Linked DNA regions of Sus scrofa: region 1 is linked to region 2. Evidence: chromatin contacts called from public Hi-C data. All regions are on one chromosome and are shown on one strand. Each heading gives the region's core, a stretch centred on a gene start, on an enhancer-like site or on the middle of the called end of the contact. The rest is flanking DNA. Distances are from core to core; before and after follow the strand shown.

Evidence for each region. Hi-C and Micro-C count contacts between places; a contact is called where the count stands out from the background.
Region 1: a contact with region 2 is called in a Hi-C map of liver, with 2.1 times the contacts expected there. The contact joins two enhancer-like sites. A contact is called at or near these places in 5 of 47 Hi-C or Micro-C datasets (brain, embryonic fibroblasts, liver and 1 more).

Annotation. Positions count from the first base shown.
Region 1 is chr18:14,388,328-14,393,086 of Sscrofa11.1, forward strand. The region is part of intron 1 of CALD1 (caldesmon); the gene reads right to left. Among named protein-coding and RNA genes, the nearest start is that of CALD1, 96 kb to the right of the region's middle. Within about 2 kb of position 2,519, at least 9 of the 83 cell types and tissues checked have an H3K27ac peak or open chromatin away from gene starts, as enhancers often do. A contact at or near this core is called in liver, where this site is marked.
Region 2 is chr18:14,318,023-14,322,544 of Sscrofa11.1, forward strand. All of the region lies in intron 3 of CALD1 (caldesmon), which reads right to left. Among named protein-coding and RNA genes, the nearest start is that of AGBL3, 55 kb to the left of the region's middle. Within about 2 kb of position 1,374, at least 10 of the 83 cell types and tissues checked have an H3K27ac peak or open chromatin away from gene starts, as enhancers often do. A contact at or near this core is called in liver, where this site is marked.

The DNA of each region.
Region 1 (4,759 bases), core at 1,269-3,768, 71 kb after region 2:
GAAGTTCCCACTCCCCGGTTTTTTTGTTTTTGTTTTTGTTTTTTTTTTTTTTTTTTGTCTTTCTGTCTTTTTAGGGCCACACCCGCAGCATGTGGAGGTTCCCAGGCTAGGGCTCCAATCAGAGCTGTAGCCTCCAGCCTATGCCAGAGCCACAGCAACACAGGATCCGAGCCGCGTCTGCAAACTACACCACAGCTCACGGCAATGCCGGATCCTTAACCCACCGAGCAAGGCCAGCGATCGAACCCACAATCTCATGGTTCCTAGTTGGATTCATTAACCACTGAGCCATGATGGGAGAGCCCACTCCCTGTTTTAAGATTATTCTGGGGAGGAGTTCCCGTTGTGGTGCAGTGGTTAATGAATCCGAATAGGAACCATGAGGTTGTAGGTTCGCTCCCTGGCCTTGCTCAGTGGGCTAAGGATCTGGCATTGCCGTGAGCTGTGATGCAGGTCGAAGAGGCAGCTTGGATCCCGAGTTGCTGTGGCTGTGGTGTAGGCTGGCGGCCACAGCTCCGATTCAACCTCTAGCCTGGGAACCTCCATATGCCACGGTGCAGCCCTAGAAAAGGCAAAAAGACAAAAAAAAAAAAAAAAAAAAAAAAAATTATTCTGGGGAGTTCCCATCATGGCTCAGTGGTAATGAACCAACTAGTATCCATGAGGTTGCGGGTTCCATCCCTGGCCTTGCTCAGTGAGTTAAAGGTCGGACGCTGCCGTGAACTGCGGTATAGGTTGCAGACACAGCTTGGATCCTGATTGCTGTGGCAGTGGTGTAAGCTGGCAGCTACAGCTCCGATTAGACTCACAACCTGGGAACTTCCATAGGCTGTGGGTGCAGCCCTAAAAAGAAAAAAAAAAAAAAAGATAATTCTGTACTGTCAGCTACTTTGTGACTTCAAATAGATGCCTGGGTGAACCATTACTCATTGGATCCTTTAAACTTTTCATATGGTTCTCAACACATATTCCGACTGACCTGGCTCAGAGGCAATTTCTGAAATTCTCTGCAGGCAAAGCTAAGTCTAGACCGGACATGGTAAGGAAGGGAGGACCCGAGATGAAGGAAGAGAGGCCAGGCATTAGGTAGATGAGCCCGTCTCCCACAGTTCCCTTCCCAGCAGTGGCAAACAGCCAGGTGCTATTTATTGCTCCTTTGATTGAACCATCTGCTCAGGCATGTGGGGAAATTTGGGTTTTGTATGAAAGCATTCACTACAGGAGAATCAAGGTGCGATAAAAAGAAAGGAGGGATTTCTCTCCTTTCAATCAGCTTCCTAGCCCTCCGAGACGAGTGATTAAAAAAAAAAAAAAAATCCTCAGGAAACCTCTAACTAAAGCCATTCAGTAGCATGAGAAGCAGAAACTAGCACCTTCCTAGGTGACACAAATGGAAAAATATTGACAGTACATACTTGCAAAAAGTGGTTAAAATTCTTACCGTAAGTGTTTACAGAAAGAAGCCATTTTCCAAAGGGATACCAAGGGGCTGGGTGAAGGGGAGGGTCTCGAATGATAACTTTTTATAACAGGGAGTTACTGCAAAGGCAAAATTAGGGATCCTTTATAAAAAGAAAAACTTTATGGAGTCAATACAAAGAACTAGGTTTTCATTAATTTACAGTTTTGCCTTGGGTGGGCGAATTAGGACCCCTTGCTTTCAACATTAATATTTATATTAAAAAAAATCCCTCCAGGAGTTCCTGCCATGGCTCAGCAAAAACGAATCTGATTAGCATCCATGAGGACTCAGGTTTGATCCCTGGCCTCACTCAGTGGGTTAAGGATCTGGCATTGCCATGAGCTGTGGTCTATGTCACAGTCGCAGCTCAGATCTGGTTTGGTTGTGGCTGTGGTGTAGGCTGGCAGCTGCAGCTCTGATTGGACCCCTAGCCTGGGAACTTCCATATGCCTTGGGTGTGGCCTTAAAAAGCAAAAAAAAAAAAAAAAAAAAAATCCCTCCATGGCTCCTTTTTAATATGCTCTGCTCTCATCATGGAGCTGCTAATAAGTACTGTGTATTAAGAGCTTTTTGTGCTAGGCCCTGTGCGAAGCTCCTTGCACGCATCTACTTCAGGTATCACTTCAGGTATACACGTTCTTAACCTAGGAGAACCAGTGAGAAGTTTGTTGTGTTTAAGACATGTGACAGGAGTTCCCATCGTGAAGCAGTGGTTAACGAATCTGACTAGGAACCATGAGGTTTCAGGTTCGATCCCTGGCCTTGCTCAGTGGGTTAAGGATTCGGCGTTGCCATGAGCTGTGGTGTAGGTCACAGACATGGCTCAGATCCTGCGTTGCTGTGGCTCTGGCAGCTACAGCTCCGATTCGACCCCTAGCCTGGGAACCTCCATATGCCATGGGAGCAGCCCCAGAAAAGACAAAAAGACAGGAAAAAAAAATGTGACAAAATTCCCCCAGTTAGTAATTAGTGATGCCTGTATTCAAACCCAGGGGCTCAGCCAGCCTGATGGGTGTGTGAGAAGGATACAATTCACTTACTCACTGAGGGAGGACTCTGAGCCAAGAGGGGACACACAGTGACAAGCAAGGACTCTGCTTCCATGGAGTTTACACTCCGGGACCATTTCCAATAGTAAGTAAATAACAGAGCATGATGGGATAGAAGGCCACTCACTGGATGTTGGATGGGGAGGGGCAGTCTCTCCGAAGAAGAGCTATCTAGGCTGAAAATATATTTCTAGGGAGGAGTCACTCACATAAAGAGTGTTCTTGGAGGAGCTACTGAGAATCCTGGTGTGAGACAGAGGGTTTTATGAGATGGTTGTGTGCTCTGGGATGATAACGCTCTTCCAAGCTGTTTGGTCCACATGGATTCAGTCTTCTCCGTCTATTAGCAGAGCACCCAATCTTTCAAGATGGGCTGAACAAAGAAACTTACCAAAAAAAAATGATTCTCAGAATACCACCTTTGCTGGGAAGCACGAGAGTGATGGGAGTGCTGGCAACCTGTCCCCTCCTAAAAGGAGAGTGCCAGTGGTGCATCTGGTCACCTGTGCACCCAGTACCCAGAACAACAGAGGCATCCTTGTACCCCTGTTCACTTAAATGTGAAGAAAGCTGCTTTCTGTAGGTTTACATGAGCTCCTTTCAGTCTTGTGCCTTGGAGGATAAGGCAGAATGTTTCTTAATAATAGAAAAATGAAAAAGCTACAGGATATAATCCTTGGAATGGGAAAGGAATGGTAAGAAGCTATTTCAGTCTTAGTTGGCAGGAAGTCACATAATTTGTGGGGATGGAAATTAAAATAAAATACTTAAAAATAGATCTATGGGTTTTAGTCAAAATGAGCCAGTAACAATAAAACATTAATAATCGTCTCTTGTGAGTTGTCTCTGTTTTACATTTATACTTGAAGAAGGGAGCTAGGAGTATTTTCAGAGGGAAGAAATATGTGATCTCAGGGAATTTGGGTCACTTAAGTAAATACTAATGAGTGAATTGACCTTGTCCAAGTCATTTAAGCACTCCTGGCCCTGCAGTCCTTTCATCCATAACATGAAGCATTTGGAATAGATTTTTTTTAAGATCCCTCCAACTCGGATGGTTTATGTGTAATTCTATGATCTTTTAAGGAAAAAAAAATGTATTGTGTATTTCTCAGTATCTGCCAAAGACCTTGTAATAGCTGTGAATAAAACAAGTTCGATCAAGTTCACACTTTTTAGCAGCTAACAGGGCGCCCAGAGAAGGGTATTGTTTTTCAGGGACCACCTACCCCACCCCTTCTCCATTATTTCTAAGAGATTAACCAACTCTAACCCACTGAGCTAAGCAGCCATCTATTATTTCTAAGAGAAGAGTGTATTTTATAGCTCTGACAGAAATTATAACATATTGCATAATTTTTGTTTTGTTTTGTCTTTTTTTTTAGGGCTGCACCCATGGCATATGGAAATTCCCAGGCTAGGGGTTGAATTGGAGCTGTAGCCATTGGTCTACACCACAGCCACAGCAATGCCAGATCCAAGCCATGTCTGCAGCCTACGTCAGAGCTCAAAGCAACACTGGATCTTTAACCTAAAGAGCAAGGCCAGGGATCAAACCCGTGTCCTCATGGATACTAGTTGGGTTCATTACTGCTAAGCCACAATGGGAACTCCCATATCACATAATATTATCTATTCCTTCTCAAAGTAAGGAGACAGATTCAGATTCACTATCCCATAGTTAATAAGTAGCAGTGTTGAAACTACAGCCCAGATTTGTTTGACCCCAAAGCTCTTTCCATGACTGAATACTTAGGGTAGAAAAGACAGGACCATATAAGAGAACAAGAAACCAAGCAGAATGTTCTGAAAAGCACAGCAGGGTCTTCAGTAGCTTCATGGAGCGAAGTAGGAAAACCCAACATTCAAGAAGGAAGAAGCATTTTAGAGCTGACATATCTGTATCTCGATTCTGATGGTTATTACACACTTGCGTATTTGTTAAAACTTAAAGAACTGTACACTGAAAGAGTAGATTTACTGTATATAAATTACACTTTGAAAAAAAGTGCAGAGTGAAAAAAAAGAAGGAAGGGTCTTGGGATAACAAGTTCAGGTAGACCTTTGGAGAGTTCATCGGTGGAGAAGGGGCGAACTAGAGGTTGACGGAGTCGTGTAAAATGGAAGATGATTTTTAAATCATCTCAGCCAGAATGCAACTAAAGCAAACTTCCCCAATTCTATCAAACTACCAAAAGAAAGGGTAGCTCAATCTGGAAGAAACTTGAAAAGATCGACAATTCCAAGT
Region 2 (4,522 bases), core at 124-2,623:
TGCAGAGTTTTGTTTACACGTTGTAGCAAACAGAAAGACAAATTTTGAGTAGAGATAGGAAATGGAAAATGAAAGGCCAAATCCTGGAATTTTGGACCTAGGTGAAGAACATTTATTGCTTGTCAGGGATTTGGGAGCCAATGACCGCTATGGGTCCAACCTCCCTACTGTCGGGAAAAGAAGTCAAGGAGGCCGCTCTGCACTTGGAGGGTCATCTTCCTAAGTCAACAGAGACCTTACCATACATGGGGCCTGCTCCATGTAGAAGGAAGGAAGCGGACACCTATTTCTTGTGATTTGGTACAGACCAAACCAAACCTTTCTTCTACAGTTAAACTTAATACAAGCCCCCTGTAAAAATGTGAACATTCAAACAGATAGAGTTATATTAAATACGTAAGCTCCTGTGCGTGTGTGTGTGTGTGTGTGTGTGTGTGTGTGTGTGTTAACAGAATTAAAATCACCAACAGCTTAAGAATCAGACAACCAGGGCCCTGAGAGAGGGAAACGTGGGCATTAGAAACATTCTTGGACAGCACTTGAATTGCTTGAGGTTCTTGTCCTGTCTCAGCAGATTCACCCCAACAAGAGAGTATTAACCAACAAGGCTGATGCTACCTTCTGATTAGATACCAGTGCAATCACTAGTTCCTTAAAATTGCTACCTAGTATTAGAGGCACAGCTTCAGTAGGGGAGATAACCGATCTTTCACTCAAAATTTTTTTTTTCTCATTACACATCACAAAGTTACAGCATTGGCATTGGTTTATGGGTTTCTAATCTTGTGTATATTCCTCACTACAACCATACCACTGATCATGTGGGAACCTAGACTTTGAGGGGAGGACAGTTAAATTCAAGTCGGACATCAGAGTGGTGGGCTCTGAGCAGCCTAGGTTCTGAGATGGAGGCGGTGGATGATGTGCAAGATGGCAACGTGGCATCTCAACGTTCAGTACTGGGATGCTGGTTGGTAGTGCTATTCTAAGATGCAAATTGGCACCTATGCGACTGGACCTGATGTCTCCATTCAACATATTTACTGAGCATTTACTCTATTCAAGCCCCTGAGGGTGGAAACCCAGATGAATTAAAATCCTGAAAGGCACTTATAATCTGGGAGGGAAGTTAAGACATGTGTAAGAATGTAATAGTACATAGAATGTGTTAAATATCATAGGAGACAGGTAAAGTGACAAAGTTTAGAGGAGGAAGAAGACAATTCCAGCAAGGGATCAGAGAGAAGACTTCATAGAGAAAGTGGTATTTGAGCCAGATCTTTTAGGACTGGGGCCGGAGCGGGGGAGGAGGGTGGAAGAGGATCTTTCCACACGCACAGAGAGCTCAGATAGCAAGGCTGCAGAATCAGGAAATATGGACATGAGAAAGCAAACAATCCAGTCGGGCCAGGGCTTGGAGTACATGAAGAGTATTAGCAAGACTCCGGTTGTGCTTGGCACATGCAGAAGGACAGCTTCCAATAACTGGAAAAGTGAACTGACCATTTTACAAAGCTAAAGGAGGAAGATTCCCTCCATGGCGGCGGCCCTACGGGTGCACACGGGGAGGATTTGCTGGTTGCAGTCTCCACTCCAGGTGTTTCATTTCACTCTGCAGCATTCCCTGAGAAGTAAAAGGCCAGCTACCCCAAATCAGGGCCTCCATAAATCTTAGCTGCAAGAGGAGACTTCAGTTCAGTGAATCCTAAAGTCACTGAGAACAGAAGCACAGTGGAGGATCCTTCAAGAGCAATAAGCTATGACTTCCTACTTTTCAGGATGGCATTTATGTCCTTTTTTATTTTTGTCACCTTCTCCACTGTCTTGTACTTATTTTTCCCACACAGAGTTACATCAAAATTTCAATTACTGTACTTGTTAAGCAGATCCCAAGTGAAATCCACCCCTGTGGCAAGGTGGGCAAGATATTAAAACCACAGAATAATTAAACTAGAAGGCATTTTGGAGGTAATTTTCAATCCATGCTCCACATTTTATACACGATAACCTGGGATGCAAGAGGGGAAGTGAGTCACACAATTTCAAAATCAGGTCTAGATGCAGGGCTTTGGTTCCCACACTGGTTTTCTTTCTAACCTATGATACTGTACGAGCTTTCTTAGGGTGTTCTCTCAATGAACAAACAGCTCCAGTCATCTGAGCTAGGGATCAGCAAAATATAGCCCAAGGGTCAAATCCAGCTCACAGTCTATTGTTGTAAATAAGGTTTTATTGGGACATAGTCATTCCCGGGTCATCTATGGCTGCTTTCACAGTGCAATGCCAGTCAGGTAATTATGACAGCGAGTGTACTTATCACAAATTTGAAGTTAGAACATCTAGCCCTTTACAAAAAAAGTTTGCTGATTTCTAATCTAACCCAATGGCCTTGAAAAAAATTTTTTTTGCACATACACACACATTCAAGAACTCTGTGAGTTGCCAAGAGGGCAGACTCTCCACAATGGTTTGTGAATATGAACCAAGAAACCCGGCTGTGCCCATAGTGAAACTGCCTGGGTCATGGGACTTGCTCTCTGATCATCAATTCCAGAAGCTGAAGCCTGAGCACTCACCAAGGATCCCTCAGGTTTGAACTTCAACACTATGAAGTAATAGAACAGAGCCTTATTAAATTAACCTGGGAGGGCTAGTGGCAGCTTCGAGGCTATGCTTGGAGACAGAAGAAGGTTAGCCAAAAATATAGGAGGTGGAACCCCTGACACTTAACATTTCTCTCACTTCCTTCCCACTATAAGTTGGAAACAGCTACTTCTCAAAGCCATCTTGCTAGTGTTTGCGTGGGTAGGTACCTGGAGAATTTAGCTCTCTGGCCCAAAATGCCAACATTCCAATGTATTTACTGTAAATTTGTTTCTCATTTGAATGCTATTTCTTCTGTAGATGGCATTATGTTGTCAGTACATACTGAAAGTTCCTTTAAATTTAGATTTGGAAAAATGTATATTTTTCCTGGGAAGGAAGAACCAAATGGTTGTGGACAGGAAAGCATTTGACTTGAATATCATCAACGATCATGGACTAAAGTCAAACTGAATCAACCAGTGTTTTCTCGTCGGTTAGTGGATCCTGGCCTGCTTCAAGAGCTGGTGTGTGAGTGAGTGTGTGCACATGCACACCTGCCATCAGCTGGCCTCTGTTCCTGCCACACGACCAGCCTTGGTGTTTCTCATGAACAGAGCTTTCTTTCCCTGTTGCTCTAATGCATTCTCCCCTCCCCCCATAATTCCCCCTCCTGTAGCATCATCCTTTATACAGTCTTTATATCCCTCTATATTCTCTCTCCTCTCATCCTCAAGCTTAGGGTTGGTCTTGGCCTTTTGCAACATCTGTGGAAAGCAACAATATTCCATACAGGTAGGTAAACCAAGCAAGTTTGTCTTAGCCGGTCCTTCAGAATTATTTTCATGTGTTCTAGTCAAAACGGATTTTGTAATTCATGGGATAAATCATTAAGATAACCACAAGTAGCTGATTCTACTGTATCATGAACAGTCTTGTCATTTTTACATCATTTCATCGTTAAGCTTATAAGTTAGTTTAAATCTACTTTGCAGCTAACCTAAACTCACCTGGGGATGTGTCGAGAAGTGATTTTATTTTATCTGCAGACCTCATAACCACCTGCCCAGCTGATCAACACATGCAAAAGAACAGTGTGGTTGGGCTACTCACTGTCTCAGAACACTACGTTGACTATTTTTGATCCGGATGTTAGTAGCCGTGACTCCCAGTGACACAGCATTATGGGCTCGTGCTCTCTAGGGCAATACTTTGGAATGATGTGTCCAAGGGCCCTTTCAGGCCCCATTTGATTTGACCTTGGAGAAATCTTTAACACTGTTGATCTTACTCTCCTTTGTGAGGTTCTCTGCCCACCATTGATTTGGTACCTTCCTTTGTGTCTTCCTCAGAGCTGGTCTTTTCTTACTCAACATACTTGGTCTGGATAATCCCTTCTACACTGATAACTTATGAATCAGTTTTTAGGTGATGATTTTCTAATTTTTATTTCTGGCTCAGACTGTTTCAGATTTCTAAATGAATTTCTAAATGACCTCTCTTCTTTGGTAATGAAATTTCCAGTGAGGAAGTCGCGAGTAATGAGTTATTCTGGATATCTGATTAATCCATGACTCTTCCAACATTCAAAACTTTTCCCTATGCTGGTACTACATTCTCAGATTCTCTTATTTTCAAAGATGGAAGGTTTAAAAAAAACAAAACAAAACAAAACAAAACAAATTCCTTAGTCATACTAGCCTATCCTTGGTGCAGATAGCAATTTCGCAGTTTCAGGATATGAGGCTGGGTCAATATTAAAAGAAAAGTCAAAAGAGCATTGATTAACTAAATTAAATATAAAGTGATGAATAACTTGCATGAAAACAGGGAAAACATTAAACTATAACTTCATTATTTATGCCTTTGAAATGGAATCACTGTTTTTCAACTATGTGGCAGAGAATTTTACTCCTTACACGCATGGAAAATAAAGTCC